5 separate regions of the Mus musculus genome follow, and all the other regions are linked to region 2. The links are chromatin contacts, called in public HiCAR-type and promoter capture Hi-C maps. All regions are on one chromosome and are shown on one strand. Each heading gives the region's core, a stretch centred on a gene start, on an enhancer-like site or on the middle of the called end of the contact. The rest is flanking DNA. Distances are from core to core; before and after follow the strand shown. Region 1 overlaps Evi5l (ecotropic viral integration site 5 like). Region 2 holds the start of Clec4g (C-type lectin domain family 4, member g). Region 3 holds the start of Prr36 (proline rich 36). Region 4 holds the start of Evi5l (ecotropic viral integration site 5 like). Region 5 holds the start of Cd209f (CD209f antigen).

Evidence for each region. Promoter capture Hi-C pulls out the DNA fragments that hold promoters and counts their contacts. HiCAR-type assays count read pairs that join an accessible place to other places. Capture Hi-C pulls out chosen DNA fragments and counts their contacts.
Region 1: a contact with region 2 is called in a promoter capture Hi-C map of embryonic stem cells. The contact joins the enhancer-like site here to the promoter of Clec4g in region 2. A contact is called at or near these places in 8 of 39 promoter capture datasets (the C10 cell line, the HPC-7 cell line, cranial neural crest and 4 more), 1 of 15 datasets of contacts at CTCF or cohesin (embryonic stem cells), 5 of 484 Hi-C or Micro-C datasets (embryonic fibroblasts, embryonic stem cells and erythroblasts), 1 of 115 datasets of contacts at active chromatin or transcription factors (embryonic stem cells) and 1 of 9 other capture datasets (embryonic stem cells).
Region 3: a promoter capture Hi-C map of liver shows a contact between it and region 2. The contact joins the promoter of Prr36 here to the promoter of Clec4g in region 2. A contact is called at or near these places in 9 of 39 promoter capture datasets (the C10 cell line, the HPC-7 cell line, cranial neural crest and 5 more), 2 of 484 Hi-C or Micro-C datasets (LSK cells and embryonic fibroblasts), 1 of 115 datasets of contacts at active chromatin or transcription factors (embryonic stem cells) and 1 of 9 other capture datasets (liver).
Region 4: a HiCAR-type map of embryonic stem cells shows a contact between it and region 2, with 6 times the contacts expected there. The contact joins the promoter of Evi5l here to the promoter of Clec4g in region 2. A contact is called at or near these places in 15 of 39 promoter capture datasets (the 3T3-L1 cell line, the C10 cell line, the HPC-7 cell line and 8 more), 2 of 484 Hi-C or Micro-C datasets (the HPC-5 cell line and LSK cells), 5 of 115 datasets of contacts at active chromatin or transcription factors (bone marrow-derived macrophages, embryonic stem cells, large pre-B cells and 1 more) and 1 of 9 other capture datasets (adipose tissue).
Region 5: a promoter capture Hi-C map of the HPC-7 cell line shows a contact between it and region 2. The contact joins the promoter of Cd209f here to the promoter of Clec4g in region 2. A contact is called at or near these places in 15 of 39 promoter capture datasets (the 3T3-L1 cell line, the C10 cell line, the HPC-7 cell line and 11 more), 1 of 15 datasets of contacts at CTCF or cohesin (embryonic stem cells), 1 of 484 Hi-C or Micro-C datasets (embryonic stem cells), 1 of 115 datasets of contacts at active chromatin or transcription factors (embryonic stem cells) and 3 of 9 other capture datasets (embryonic stem cells, liver and pancreatic islet).

The regions. Positions count from the first base shown.
Region 1 is chr8:4,199,551-4,202,250 of GRCm38.p6, reverse strand. It overlaps Evi5l (ecotropic viral integration site 5 like), which reads right to left. Exons shown (of 20, transcript NM_001346730.2): 11 at 1,330-1,383; 12 at 285-317. Among named protein-coding and RNA genes, the nearest start is that of Prr36, 16 kb to the left of the region's middle. Within about 2 kb of position 1,425, at least 11 of the 459 cell types and tissues checked have an H3K27ac peak or open chromatin away from gene starts, as enhancers often do.
Region 2 is chr8:3,719,320-3,722,019 of GRCm38.p6, reverse strand. Clec4g (C-type lectin domain family 4, member g) reads left to right here and starts at 1,369. Exons shown (of 9, transcript NM_029465.3): 1 at 1,369-1,429; 2 at 2,434-2,544. The coding sequence starts at 1,375. All of the region lies in intron 4 of Gm16553 (a long non-coding RNA gene), which reads right to left.
Region 3 is chr8:4,215,997-4,218,696 of GRCm38.p6, reverse strand. It overlaps Prr36 (proline rich 36), which reads left to right and starts at 1,385. Exons shown (of 7, transcript NM_207203.2): 1 at 1,385-1,608; 2 at 1,718-1,829; 3 at 2,142-2,515; 4 at 2,626-2,700. The coding sequence starts at 2,149.
Region 4 is chr8:4,165,304-4,168,003 of GRCm38.p6, reverse strand. It overlaps Evi5l (ecotropic viral integration site 5 like), which reads right to left and starts at 1,437. Exons shown (of 20, transcript NM_001346730.2): 1 at 1,241-1,437. All of the region lies in intron 4 of 4932443L11Rik (a long non-coding RNA gene), which reads left to right.
Region 5 is chr8:4,104,410-4,107,109 of GRCm38.p6, reverse strand. Cd209f (CD209f antigen) reads left to right here and starts at 1,346. Exons shown (of 8, transcript NM_026956.2): 1 at 1,346-1,411; 2 at 1,564-1,644; 3 at 1,756-1,839; 4 at 2,219-2,287; 5 at 2,539-2,625. The coding sequence starts at 1,372.

The DNA of each region.
Region 1 (2,700 bases), core at 176-2,675, 480 kb before region 2:
GTAGCGTCCCTTGCTCCTCGGTGGAGGAAACCTGCTGTCTATCCTGAGGGTAAGCCTTCTTCTAAACTCACTCCCACAAAGGCCTCCCATCCTGTGTTTGTCTCCAGCTCACATGCCCCCACCCTCAAGGCATTGTTCTTCCTGGAAGCTGCCCCTCCATGCAAGTTGCTCTTGCCCCCAGAATGGCAGTGGCCAGGAAAAAGGTGGTTACTGGCTGTCTTGTGCAGGGACGCGGGAAGGGCCTGGGTTGGAGAGTGCAGAGGTATATGGAAAAGCTACAGTACCTGGATTAACCTATCAGCCAAGGCCGCGCTCTCCTACCAGGCGAAGGGGGTTCCCAGCAACGGGGGAAGGAGGCAGAGCAGAAGGCAGGGGATAGGAGAGGGGGAGAGACAGACAAGAACCACTTGTCACTAAACGCAGTGGGCTATCTCTAGAAGCAGGGGATAGAAAAGTGAAGACCAGAGAACCAGCGGAAGAGGGCCCAGAGAAAGACCAAAGCCAGAACCAACTCTGTCCTGGAGGGGGGTTCATGTGAGTGGGGAGGCTGGGGTGCACGAGGCTGAGAAAACTCAGCAGCAGGAATGTCTCTTCACTGTGTGTGAGGAGGAGATCCCAGAGAGGGCTGGGACAGGGGATGCATTTTAATCTTGAGAGAAAACAAGAATTGAGGTTTTGGTGTGGTAATAACATCCTGTCCATGACCTACTGCTTCCTTGTGGTCAGCAAATAGTCAAATGAGGAACACTAAGGAACAGGAGGTAGGGCCCAGAGTCATGCTAAGTTACCCAAACCACCCCATCCATAACCTAGTCCATGCCTCTCTACCTCAAGGGATGAGCCCCCCCCCCCCTCCCCGTCTGTCTTCCTTCCTTCCTAGGATGAAACTTACAAATTACAGGTTGGGATTGCTTGTGGCCCAGTGATGGAGCTTGCTCTCCCACCCATGCAGTTTGTGATTGCCATCCACTGAGTTGTAATTTAGCTGTAACCCTAGGGCTGAGTTGAGATCCAGAGTGGGATGATGTCTTCTGAGAACCCCTAACAACAGGGCAGCTCAGATCTCCGTGGAGTTAGGGGAGGCTGAGGGAAAGGCCACTCAGATATTTTTTTGAGACGGGGTCTCATGTGGCTGAGATTAGCTGGCCTTGAATTCTTAATCCTCCTGTCTCCTCTTCCTATATGCTGATATTACAAGAGTACCACCACTATGCCTGCCCTGCCTATGCTCCTTAACTCGGCTAGATCGGGACAGAGCAATGCCCTCAGCCTTAATAGCTGCCAGTGTTTTGGATTTGGAACCCAACAGCTGGTACCCACACTCCTTACCTTCTCTAGGGTCTCAATCCGCTGTTTGAGCAGCCGGTTCTCTGTTCGAAGCCTCTACAGAGGAAGAAGAAGAGCACTTCAGAGCCCCCCTCCCCCACAAGCACTTTAGGCCCTTAATCTCCACTGACCAACCACAGAGGTCAAGGAAGGTCCTCAGAGGGTGCTTATGTTCTGGGCCAGAAATTTCAGAAAATGAGGCACATGACTGTCTAAATGGTTTATTAAAAATACCGAGGCCCTATAAGATGGCTCACTGGATAAAGGTGCCTGCTGCCAAGCTTGACTTCCTACCTTAGATGCCCAGGATTCATGTGGTAGAAGAGAACTAACTCCTACCAGTTGTCCTCTGACATTCCATATGCATGTCATTCCACACTCACCCGCATACACAAAATAAAACACATTTTAAAAGTTAAAATGAAACTGTTTTGGTGCTAGGAATATTGTTCAGTTGGTAGAGTGCTTTTGTAGCACACATAAAAAGCCCTTACTTTGCAAAAACCTGGCTTGGGGCACATGCCTGTAATCCTAGTACTTGGGAGGCAGAGGCAGGAGGATCATAAATTCAAGGTCATCCTTAGCTATTGGACTGGAGGTCAGCCTGGTCTATATGAGATTCTGTCTCAAAATGCTTTTATTTTCATTTGAATTACGGGGTTTCTCTGTAAAGCCCTGGCTGTCCTGGAACTCACTCTGTAGATCAGGGTGGCCTTAAACTCAGAGGTCATCCTGCCTCTGCTGTAGGGGTGGTTCTGATGCTAATTTCCTGTTCACCAATTGGTTCTTGATCTATCAGTAAAGATGCCATGGGGCAATGCTGGGCGGAAGGATAGTCAGGACTTCTGGGGAAGCAGGCAAGCTGGCAGACGCAGGAGTTTGCCCTGCTTTGGAGAGAAAAAAACAAAAACCAAAAACCAAAAACAAAAAAAAACCAAAAAACAAACCAAGCAGCCATGTGAGATCTTGGGAGGAATGGCCTGTGGTTGCTCTCTCCAGGTGGGAGGGTGAGATGTTGAGCGGGGTCTAAAAAAACTGAACAGCTAAGGTTGAGGTTAGATTGAGGATGCTGAGCTAAGAGCACTGGGGAGGGCATACTAGCCTCGGGAGATTAATAATGCCCAGCAATTGAGCCGATAAGTCAAGTTGAAATTGAGCAATGAGTGTGTGTCTGTGTTTTTCATCCACAGATTCAATATTCTCTGGTGCCAGAGCTTAGGTGGGGTAGCAAAAGCTATACAAAATCCTCTGCCTCCTGAGTCCTAGGATTAAAGGCTTGTACCACCACTGCCTGGCTCAAAATTATTAAAAACAAACAAACAAACAAACAACCCACAAGAAAACCTGAGCTGGGTGTGTTGTTGAATGCCTTTA
Region 2 (2,700 bases), core at 120-2,619:
GAATGGGGAACAAGATACCCATGGAAGGAATCACAGAGACAAAGTTCGGAGCTGAGATAGAAGGAAGGACCATCCAGAGACTGCCCCACCCAGGGATCCATCCCATAAACAACCACCAAACCCAGACACTATTGCATATGCCAGCAAGATTTTGTTGGCAGGACCCTGATATAGTTGTCTCTTGTGAGGCTATGCCAGTGTCTGGCAAATTCAGAAGTGGATGCTCACAGTCATCTATTGGATGGAACGCAGGGCCCCCAATGAAGGAGCTAGAGAAAGTACCCAAGGGACTAAAGGGGTCTGCAACACTCTAGGAGGAACAACAATATGAATTAACCAGTACCCCCAGAGCTCGTGTCCCTAGCTGCATATGTAGCAGAGGATGGCCTAGTCGGCCATCATTGGGAGGACAGGCCCTTGGTCTTTCGAAAATTATATGCCCCAGTACAGGGGAATGCCAGGGCCAGGAAGCAGGAGTGGGTGGGTTGGAGAACAGGGCAGAGGGAGGGTATAGGGGACTTTTAGAGAGGAAACTAGGAAAGGGGATAGCATTTGAAATGTAAATGAAGAAAATATCCAATAAAAAATGTAACTTCAAATATATCACATTGCTTTAGGTAGTAATTACATAATTTAACAAAGGGAACCTTACAATAAACTTTTAAAAGCTTTAAAAAAGAGAGAGAGACCCTGTTTCCAAAAAAAAAAAAAGGTGGATGGGGGTCACCATGACAGCTCAATGAATAAAGGAGCTTGCTGCCAAGTTTGGCAATTTGGCTTTGATCCCAGAATCCACATGGTGTAGAGAGAAAACCAATTCTCACACGTTGTCAGGTGAATGTACATTAGAGGGATCTCTAATCCTATGCAAGAACCCAAAACACACAATATAACTAAATAAATGCAATATTTAAAAGATAAATGGTGCCTGGGTAACAACACTCCAATCTGTCCTCTGACCTCCACAATCACACACATACATACATTTACACAGAGAGAGACAGAAGGTTGAGAACCACTGGTATAAACCAAACACATATCTTCTTGGCACTGTGTGTATACATTATGTATGTCTCCTATCTGTGCATGGGTGCTGTGTTCCTGGTCTATGCCTCCATAGACACCAAAAGATGAGTCGTCACACCTTCTGTGCAGGAAACACAGCTACAATGATCAAGCCACAGAGGTTTGATCTGCCCCTCACAGTCCTAGCCTTGCCCAGCACTGCGACTGACCATTAGCTGGCTTCCTACACAAAAGTATTGAGGCCACCGACATGGAAAGGAAGGAAGGGAGGGAGGGAGGGAGATAGGATAGGGCTAGGGTGGAGACTTAAATTTATATCTCTGTCCAGGGCTGGACGCCACCACCACCATGAACACTGGTGAATACAACAAGCTGGGCAGTGCAATTGAAGAGGTCTCCAGAGGTAGGAGAAAGAGAATCACCCCATCGTCCTCCATGGGTTCTTCTGTTCTAATGTTTGCAGTTTGGGAGGGCTGGGGAGAAGAAACGGCAAAACCATACAGGAGACACCACTGTATGGACAGAACTGTGGAATGGTGGTGCCCGCAGCACAGGCATGGGGACATCACATCCTGGAGTGAGGACTTCCCAGGGTCCTAAGGGCTGGGTCCTGGGTCCTGGACTGAGAAACAGCATCACCCAAGTCTCCCCCAGAAAACCTGTGTGGGGACAGGTATCACTCCAGCCACAGACACCTTGTTACATAGATTCTGGTTACACTGGCATAAGAATTCTAAGACTGCTAAATATGCAGCTGGAGCCATGGGTCCCTCCATGTGAACTCTTTGGTTGATGGTTTAGTCCCTGGGAGCTCTGGAGGGTCTGGTTGGTTTATATTGTTGTTCTTCCTATGGGGTTGCAAACCCCTTCAGCTCCTTCTTCAGTCCTTCCTCTAACTCCTCCATCGGGATCCCCATGCTCAGTTCCGTGGTTGGCTGCAAGCATCAGCCTCTGTATTTGTCAGGCTCTGGCAGAGCCTCTCAGGAGACAGCTATTTCAAGCTCCTGTCAGCAAGCACTTCTTGGCATCTGCAATAGTGTCTGGGTTTGGTGGCTGCATATGGTAGTCTCTGGATGGCCTTTCTTTCAGTCTGTGTTCCACCTGTGAAGGCTCAGTGCCCCAATGTAGGGGAAGTCTAGGGTGGTGAGGTGGGAGTGGGCAGGTGGGTATGGGAGCACCCTCATAGAAGCAGTGGGGGGTGGAATGAGATGGGAGTTTGTGGAGGGAAACCCAGGAAGGGGGATAATATTTGAAATGTAAAAAAATAAAATAGCCAATTAAAGACTTTTTTAATTTTTAAAATTAAATTTAAAAAAATTCTAACTATGTTGTGTGGTGGTAGGAGGGTACTTAAGCTGTCTGTACCTCTGTCCTGGAGAGAGCCAGAATTTATCTGTGTTCTACTAGGGCAATTGGGACGTTGGGAGTGCTACAAACAAAGACTTTTCTTCCTGGTCTTGGCTCTGCTGGTGGCCACAGTTCTATGGGCTCTCATTCTGAGCACCCTACTGTCCAGTGGTGAGTGATGTATTTTCATGTGTACATGTCTGTGTCTGAGGGTATGCCGCGGGTGTACAAGTGCCCACAGTGGGTAGATGGCATCAGATCCCCTACAGCTGGAGTTGGAGACACTTGTGAGCCATTGCATGTGGGTGCGAGTGCTAAGAACCAAAC
Region 3 (2,700 bases), core at 136-2,635, 500 kb before region 2:
GATAGAGACCAGGACTTTTTGTATGCCACAGAAATACTCTGCCAACTGAGCTACATGGCCAGCCCTGAAAATGCTCTTAATTCTAGGTCCAGCAGACCTCATTCCAGCTGCTTGCTAGCCCTCCTTCTGAAACTTTTGAAGATGTTCCTGGACTCATTTCTTTTATCTAGTTAGCACTGTGATGAGTCAATAAACCTTAAGTAGCCCAGGCGGACCCGGAACTCAGGAGCCTTCTGCCTGTATCTCTAGAGTATTGGCTGTACAGCCCAAAATGCCAACTCAATGAGCCCATATACTTCAGAGATCCCTTACAGACCAGGGTCTTGGTTTAACATCCTCTATGGGTAAGATGCCTTATAAGGCACACCTGCCCCACTGGATCCATGAGCTGGCAAACTAAACTAAAGTGACAGCTTTTAGTTGTTCAACTGGGTTGAGATACTCAGAGTGCTCTCAGTTTCTTCATACACATTTTAGAGAGTTCTCTTTCCCTCTGTAATCGTGTTTTTTGATACTCCACAAATTCAGCTCTGCCAGGAAGTTTCTGAGGACTTGACTGCCTGTGGGCCAGCAAAGTTGAGATGCTCTGCCCCACAGAAGGCAGAGCCACCATCGTGTTTCCTATTTCTCTCCCTTTCTTTCATCCCGCTATTCTTCCTCTCTCCTCTCAACTCTGGGATCTGCTGTGCATCCTCTAAGTCCAAGAGTTTGGGGCCTGGTGAGATAGCTCAGTGGGTAAAGACACTTACGGCCAAGTCTGATCACCTGGATTCTATCTCCAGGACCCACTGGTTGTAGGAGTGAACTGAGCCCTACAAGTTGTTCTTTGACTTTTACCAGTATGCAGTGACATGTGCACAAGGACACACACACACACACACACACACACACACACACACACACACACCAAATAAAATGTAATACAAAGTAACTCCCAGGGTTCTCATTCTCCCACCAACCGTATCAGGTAAGGGCTGTGAGAAAAGTCAAAGTTACAAAATAGGTGACCTGGCACAGGTGTCGCAGGACTATCTAGCCTCCATAGTCATCAAGTGCAGGAAAAGAGGACCAGGGCACACAAAATGGCTGGATTGGTTGGTGGGCCAGAGGCACAATGATCCCGCCCTACTGGTTGCCAAGGCCCAGCCTATCCCTTGTCTAGGAGAGTGTCTGTCTCCAAGTGCTAGAGAAGGGGGGTGTCGGAGCAGGTGCAAGAGCTTGAGTAGAGGACTGTGAGGGTCTTCAAGGATTCCCCCACTGAGCCTCTCGAGTTCTGTGGTTGCTAGACACGACCATTGAAATCGGCCTCTTCTGGGGTATTACAGGGAGGCAGCACCCGCACCTCCCTCGGAGGCGCGCCTCTTTTCTTAGCCCTCTCGGCACGCTCTCGGCTCTGGACCGAGAGCGAGTGCGCGCATCCTCTACTCTCCCCACCCGAAGCTGGGGGGCGGGGCCGTGGCCAAGCTCCCTAGGCTCTGTCGCTTGAAGCCCCCTCCCCTTGCCTTTTCGCTGCTCCCCGCTACTGCTCTCCGGCCCAGCCCCACCCCAAGCGACCCTGTGTGGAGCGGCTGGTGCCCAGAGGCGGAGGTGAACGCGTGCTGTGAGCAGGTGGATCGGGCGGATCGTTGGCATAGGGGACCAGACTGGGGGAGGGGTCAGCTCTTTGTCTCCCAGAGCCCGTTCGCGGGCAACAAGGCCACTCTTTTTCTCTGTGCAGGTGCCTGTGGAACCTGAGGAAGGACGCTGGCGAAGCCCCATCGGCGTGCACACTGAGGCCCCTGAATCTGGAAGCCGGAGGCATTTCCCTGTTTGCCGGATTGGTCATTTAGGTTTTCAAGAGGCGAGGGGGTAGGGGAGTGGATGTTGTTCTTGTAATAGGGCAGAGGCGGGGTCGGGGGTCGGAGGGTGGGGACTGAACAGGGCGTCTTAGCCTTGGGGATGGAGGTAGCCGTAGGACTTGAAAGCGGCCAGGTTGGTGAGCGGGTGTGGGTGCTTAGAAGAAAAACAAATCGAGGCTCTTTAGGCTGAGGTTTAGGCACCCATGGGTGGCGATGCTAGAAGGAAGCACAGGGAGGCTTCAGGATGGTTTGTAGTGATTGGTTCAGGACCTGGGATACCAAGCCTCCTGTCTTCCTCATTAGGTGCGGTATGGACAAGAGGGATAGCGTCAAATCAGGAACTGCCCCGCGAATGCCGTCTTCACGACCCCCTGGCCTTCTGACCCCTAGGCCTCCTTCTGGGTCCGCTCGACCTCCTCCCCCTGTGACCACTGCTGCCCTTCGAGTCTTGGAAGCAAACGGAGCTATGGGGCGAAGGTCCCTGGTGGAGCGAGCCCCAGGCGTCTGCAAAGCCGCTCTTCCACAGACCAGCAAAGCCGCTCTTCCACAGACCAGCAAAGCCGCTCTTCCACAGACCAGCAAAGCAGCTCTTCCACAGACCAGCAAAGCAGCTCTTCCACAGACCACTATTCACGGGGCACCAGCGCGCAGTGCTGGGGCAGGTCCTCGTAGCCCAGGTACTCAGCTTTATTTGTGACCTCCATCTGCACTCTGCTTACCTTCTCTCTTCCTTCTTAGATACTCCTCTTTTTCAGAAGTACCACTGATTTTTGTCTTCTCCCTGAAGCCAACAGGCCCCCAGCTTCTGGGAAAGGAGAGAGGGCCCCTATGAAGACCCCTGGCCAGGGCTCTATTTCTAGCC
Region 4 (2,700 bases), core at 188-2,687, 450 kb before region 2:
TGGTTCCTTTTGGGACACTGGTGTAGGAAAGAATGTCCTTCCTATTAAAAAGGATAAGAAAGAGAGAGGGGGGGGAGAGATTTGTGGTAGGTAGATCTTAGGCCCTGACACGCCCTGGAGTCCCAACTCAAAGAGAATGGGGTGGAAGGGACAGGCTAGGTGCTGGGGACAGAGCTTGCCACCTCACAATCTTCTGTCTTTTGTCTGAGTTAGGAGGTCTGTTGAGGGTACTGGGCTCAAGAAGGTGTATAGAAGTTCTCATGTGTGTGTGTGTGTGTGTGTGTGTGTGTGTGAGAGAGAGAGAGAGAGAGAGAGAGAGAGATGGGGGGGGGAGAGCACTCATGGGCCTGGGTCTGGGTTGGGCCCTTAGGTTCCTGTATATTTAGGGGTATCTAAATGACCCCACTCTGTATCAGAAAGATGGATGGGGAGGGTGTGTCTATGGGGGATGGGATTCAGCACTATCTTTTGGTCTTTTGGGAAGTCCTGAGTGTTCATTTCTTCAGGAAGATGCCATCTAGATGGCTCAAGATCAGCAACAGTGTATAGTCTTCTCAGAAGACTAGAAGTGATGTTTTTTTTGTTTTTGTTTTTATTGGAGCCCTTGAGCAGGAGGGGTGCCAAGTGAGCAGGCTGAGCTGATGTCTCTGGATTCAGTTGGGAATCTTTCCGTTTAAGAGGTGAGGCATGGGTTTCTGTGGAGTCAGAAAGAAAGAGTATAGGGCTCTGATCTTGGTCTCCTTGGAGAGGATGAGGGTGTAGGCCAGACACAGAAGACAGGAAGCCAAGTGGGAGGTTTAGGGGGATGTAAAGGCAAGAGATGTGCAGATGGGAGGGGTCCTGGGACTCGGGGTGGTGGTGGTGGTGGTTGTGGATTGGAAAGGAGACGCTCATGGTGTGTGTGTGTGGGGGGGGGCAGGTCTGCAGACTGGGGGATGGGGAAGCCCTGGACAGATTCTAACAGAGGAGTCTTGGGAAAGATGTACAGAGGTCCTGAGCCTGTGGGGGACGTCGCGAAGAGACACTGGGTCTTAGGAGCCCTGGGAGGGATCCTGAGGGGATCGGGAAGGAGGGTGGGCGGAGGCCGGAGTTCCAGGGTCCGGGACTGGGAATGCCAAGGCTCCCAGCGTGGATTCTGGAGGCGAGGCGACCCCAGGTCACGCTCCTGGTTTGGCTTCCCCGCGGGGCCCCGCAGCACTGACGCCCCCAAGGAGAAGAGGCCCGGTTCGGGCCGCCCTACCTGCGCCGAGAGCGCCTCCATCGCCGCGCCGAGCCTCGCTGTCCCTGCGCTGTGTCGTCCGATGCCCCGACCCACGGTCACGTCTGCTCGAGGGTCCCGCAAACCCCGCGGCCCGGCCCCTTTCAATCAGCCACCCCCGGGGACCGCGGCCGTCGCTGGCTCCGCCACTGCCATTTCACCCGCTGACAGGAGCCGCTGCCCCGCCCCCCGCCCCCCAGCCCAGTCAACCAATTCACCGCCCCCTTAGGCCTTTGGCTCCGCCCACTGTAGAAGAATGACATAAGACCTGACCAATCCATAGCCACCCCGTGAGGCGGACCCTGGCTACGGTTCTCTGAGGAGAGGAGCGAATTGAAATGAGAGAATCTGTGATGGACATCTAATTTTACCTATCAAAATAAGTAATAATATTGATCGACACCTAAACTACTAATAGTGATGGGCGAGAGGTGTGCCTCGGAAGGAAAGCTGAGGCCTTGAGCAACCCTTAGCTGAAAGCACTAAGCCCCGCCCAGAGCTGGAATTCTACCCAATCATGAGAGGTTCTGAGCCGTCCATTACTATCTGCTCTTCAAACCTCGTCCCTGGTAACTGTTGAGATGGGAGGGGTGTGCTGTGAAAGAGATCCTGACTTCTAAGCAGTCAGCGACACTGATGGAAGGCGGGCTCTTGTATTTGACCAATGGAGTCGTGAGACTGGGAATGAGGTTGGCGTCCTGGGCGGTAGGACTTAAGGCCATGGGCTGAATGAAATGGAGGAGTTAATGAGGAGGCGTGTCTCGGTGCAAGGATAGGCGGGACCAGACAAGGGCCGGGCTCCTGGCTTGGGTTTTAGATCGGGCGTATGCAGAAGGCCTCTCTTCAGAGCCAGCATCTCTGTGGTGGCCGGGTGGTTAGGTCAGGTCCTACCCTTGCTGGGTGAATCTGGCATCAAAACGCCGATTGCATCCTTCATTTGCCCCAACCATTATCTCTCCTGGGACGGGGCGGGGCGGGGCGGGGATGGGGTATAGAGCGGCGGAGGGGGTGTCAGGTCTCCTTTGGGTCCAGAGCCGCACACGTGAGAGCTGCTTTAAAGGCTTGAAGAATGAATGAATGAATGGGACCTTGGTTCTTTTGCCGACTCCCCCTTGTCCTCGTTTTTTTCCTCCTCCCCTTTCTCCTTCCACTTTGTTTTTATTTTTTTTTTATTTTAATTTTTGAGACAGAGTCTATTGTAGTCTTAGGATGACCTCAAAATTTTCTGTGTAGCAGAGGGTGACTTTGAACTCCAGATCCTCCCACTTTTCACCTTCCACTCACCACCTTGGCCAGATCCTAGATTCTTTTAATAAGTAAGTGAGGGCAGAGAGCATGTATGACCCATCATTGACAGCTACAAGACTTGAGAAGAGGATGACTCCAGGGTGTGGGTTATGGGCCTTGGACAGGGTGGGGCAAGGAAGGATGTGTCATAGAAG
Region 5 (2,700 bases), core at 97-2,596, 390 kb before region 2:
GGCATTGGTCTTCAGCTTCCATGTTCTTTGAGGCAGGGTCTTATTCCCTATTGCTGACTCCCAGCTAGCCAGTGTTGCTGATAGCCCTGAGGCTAATTATATTTGATGTTGATTCCATTCTCCTGTGAAGGGTTCTGAACAAAGACTCAGTCAGCACTCAGGCAATTTCCTGGAAACCTTTTCACCTTAATTTGTAAAATAAAGGCTAGAGCCAGTGATTGGGGACAGAGAAAGAGGGGAAGGTAGAGCTGAAGGTTTTGGGAGAAAAGGAGAGAGAGAGAGAGAGAGAGAGAGAGAGAGAGAGAGAGAGAGAGAGAGAGAGAGAGAGAAAGAGAATGACAGATGAGGAGGAAGAGGAAGAAGAAGGAGAAAGTGGAGCAGAAACACTTGGCCTGGAGAAACCGCAAGTTATAAGGGATTCATAGACAGGGAAGATGGTAGTGCAGTGGTAGATCTGCCCAATCTATGTGCACAGCATGTATTCATATTAATTGAGTTGTGTTTTCATTGCCAGGGTTTATTTGGGTTGGAGATTTACCGCAACAAGCCAGTGTACAAGTTTCCAGGGATTCTTCTGTATCTATGGCCCATCTCATTGTGGAGTGCTGGGGTTACAGATGCTAAAGCATCCAGTGTTTTTTTCCCATGGGCTCCTGGGATCAAACTCAAGTTCTCAAGCTTGCATGGCAAGCACTTTACCCACTGAGCTATCTCTCTAGTTCAATGTCTGTAAATCTCACGTGATAACATCACTAGACTACATGATATTTTACTTAAGTACTGGATTAAACCTCACCCTGAAAATTCACAGCATGGACACTTTTTTTTTTTCTTATTCTCTCTCCTTTTCCTCTTTATTTCTTTCTTCTTCTTCTCTTCATGGCCTCTAACAGTCTAACTTGCTATGTAACCTTGAAACAACCTTGAACTTTTGATCCTTCTGTTTCTATCTCACACTTTATGAGATGAGAGTTACACACCAGTTTCTATAGTGCTTGGGATTTGAAACCAGGGCCTTGTGTATGCTGGTCAAGAACTCTAATAACTGAGTCAGAGCCCCAGTTCCTCAGGGCTCCATTGCACAGCTGAGTAAACCAACTCCCATTACTAGATATAGCTTGGAGCAAGGACATTGTCATAAAAATATACAGCAAAACTCCTGGCCCAGACTGGCACCTTTTTAGCTGTGTAAAGCAATGTCTCTCTCCCCATGTCTCTTTTCCGGGGTGAGGGTGTCCCCATCCTGTTCCCTTTTTTTCCCCTGAGTCAGAGAAGAATCGACCTCACAGAGGGTGCTGCAGAGGGCCATGGGGTTATATAAATCCCAGGGCAGAGGGAAGGTGGAGAGGAGGGAGTCAAGAGAAGCAGAGGATGGCAGGAGAGCCAGAGTTCCATCAGTCAAAGAATCATGGTGAGGCTGGGTACCAACTAGGGGAAGCAGGGTCCAGGATCCAGGATCCAGGATCCAGAGAGATCTGGTCCTGGCCTCCAGCTTGGGAGAGGTGGTGATGAGGGAGGTGGCTGAGCTTTGAAGGTCAGCTGCGTATCTTCTGCCCCATTCAGAGGAGGAGGTCACATCTGGAGAGCAGGGATTTGCTGAGCATGACCCCGAGGGTCTCATTTGCAGCTCCAAGAGTTTACAAGGTACCAGGATGACTCAGGGGCAGAGGTGTCAGGGATTCTCTGCAGAAGGAACACGGCAGAGCAGGATCTGCTCCCTGGGAGCTCAGCTCTGCCCATCTGTCGGTTGTGCAGGGCATCTGACCCAAGTCCCCTGGCTTCTGCTGCTTCTCATCTCTTTGGGCCTCTTTTTGCTTATGTTGGCCACCCTGGTTCAAGGTAAGTCAGAGCAGGGCTGGGAGAGGGTGACAGGAGTACAGAATGCTTTTAGGTTGACTTGTTTGCTTTTTTTTGGGGGGGGGAGGGGAGTTCTGTTTTTATTTTATTTATTATTTTATTTTTGCACTTGTTAAGCAAGAACTCCAGCATGGGACAGTAGCTGAGCTCTTAGATTTTCCCTCTGTGGTGATCATTGCCTAGCCCCAAATTCACCACAGCTGGGACATCTAAAGTCCACATCCCTCCTTTCATCTGTGACCACCAGCAGCTTACTGTCCTTCTCTGAAATGGGGATCATCTTTCCCTTGCAACTGAACTTGGCACAGCCAGGTACTGTCATGTTCATAAGAGGGCATGGGTGTGCTCTTCTCTCTTGCAGTCTCCAGGATTCGTGCATACTCACAGGGACAGACCCAGGATCAGCAGGGTAGCTCCAGCTTGGACAAGGGTAACTGGGGCTCTAGGTGGGAGAGGACTCTGAGGTTGTACGAGGCGGGTAACCATGGGCACAGGCGTGCTGGATGCATGGCATGATGGGGGAGGCCAGAGACCTGTTGGGCCTAACAGAGTCTGAGACTCAGTGCTGTGGTCTGTGAAATGGGGTCCTGGGGTCAATATGACCACCAGTGTGATTTCATGGGTCCAGCTCTGGAGCAGGCACGCAGTTGATGCTTAATTGTTGCCAACCTCTCCTTGTAGTTGCCGTTCCTCGGGAGCAGACACACTCCGGCTTGGAGCAGATCCAGCAGATTCAGCAGCAGCTGACTCAGTTCAACGCCTCGCTGGGTGAGACTCCAAGGCCTGAGTTAGGACAGAGCAGAGGGGTCATCAGATGGGTTGGCATCCACCTTCCAGGGCTTC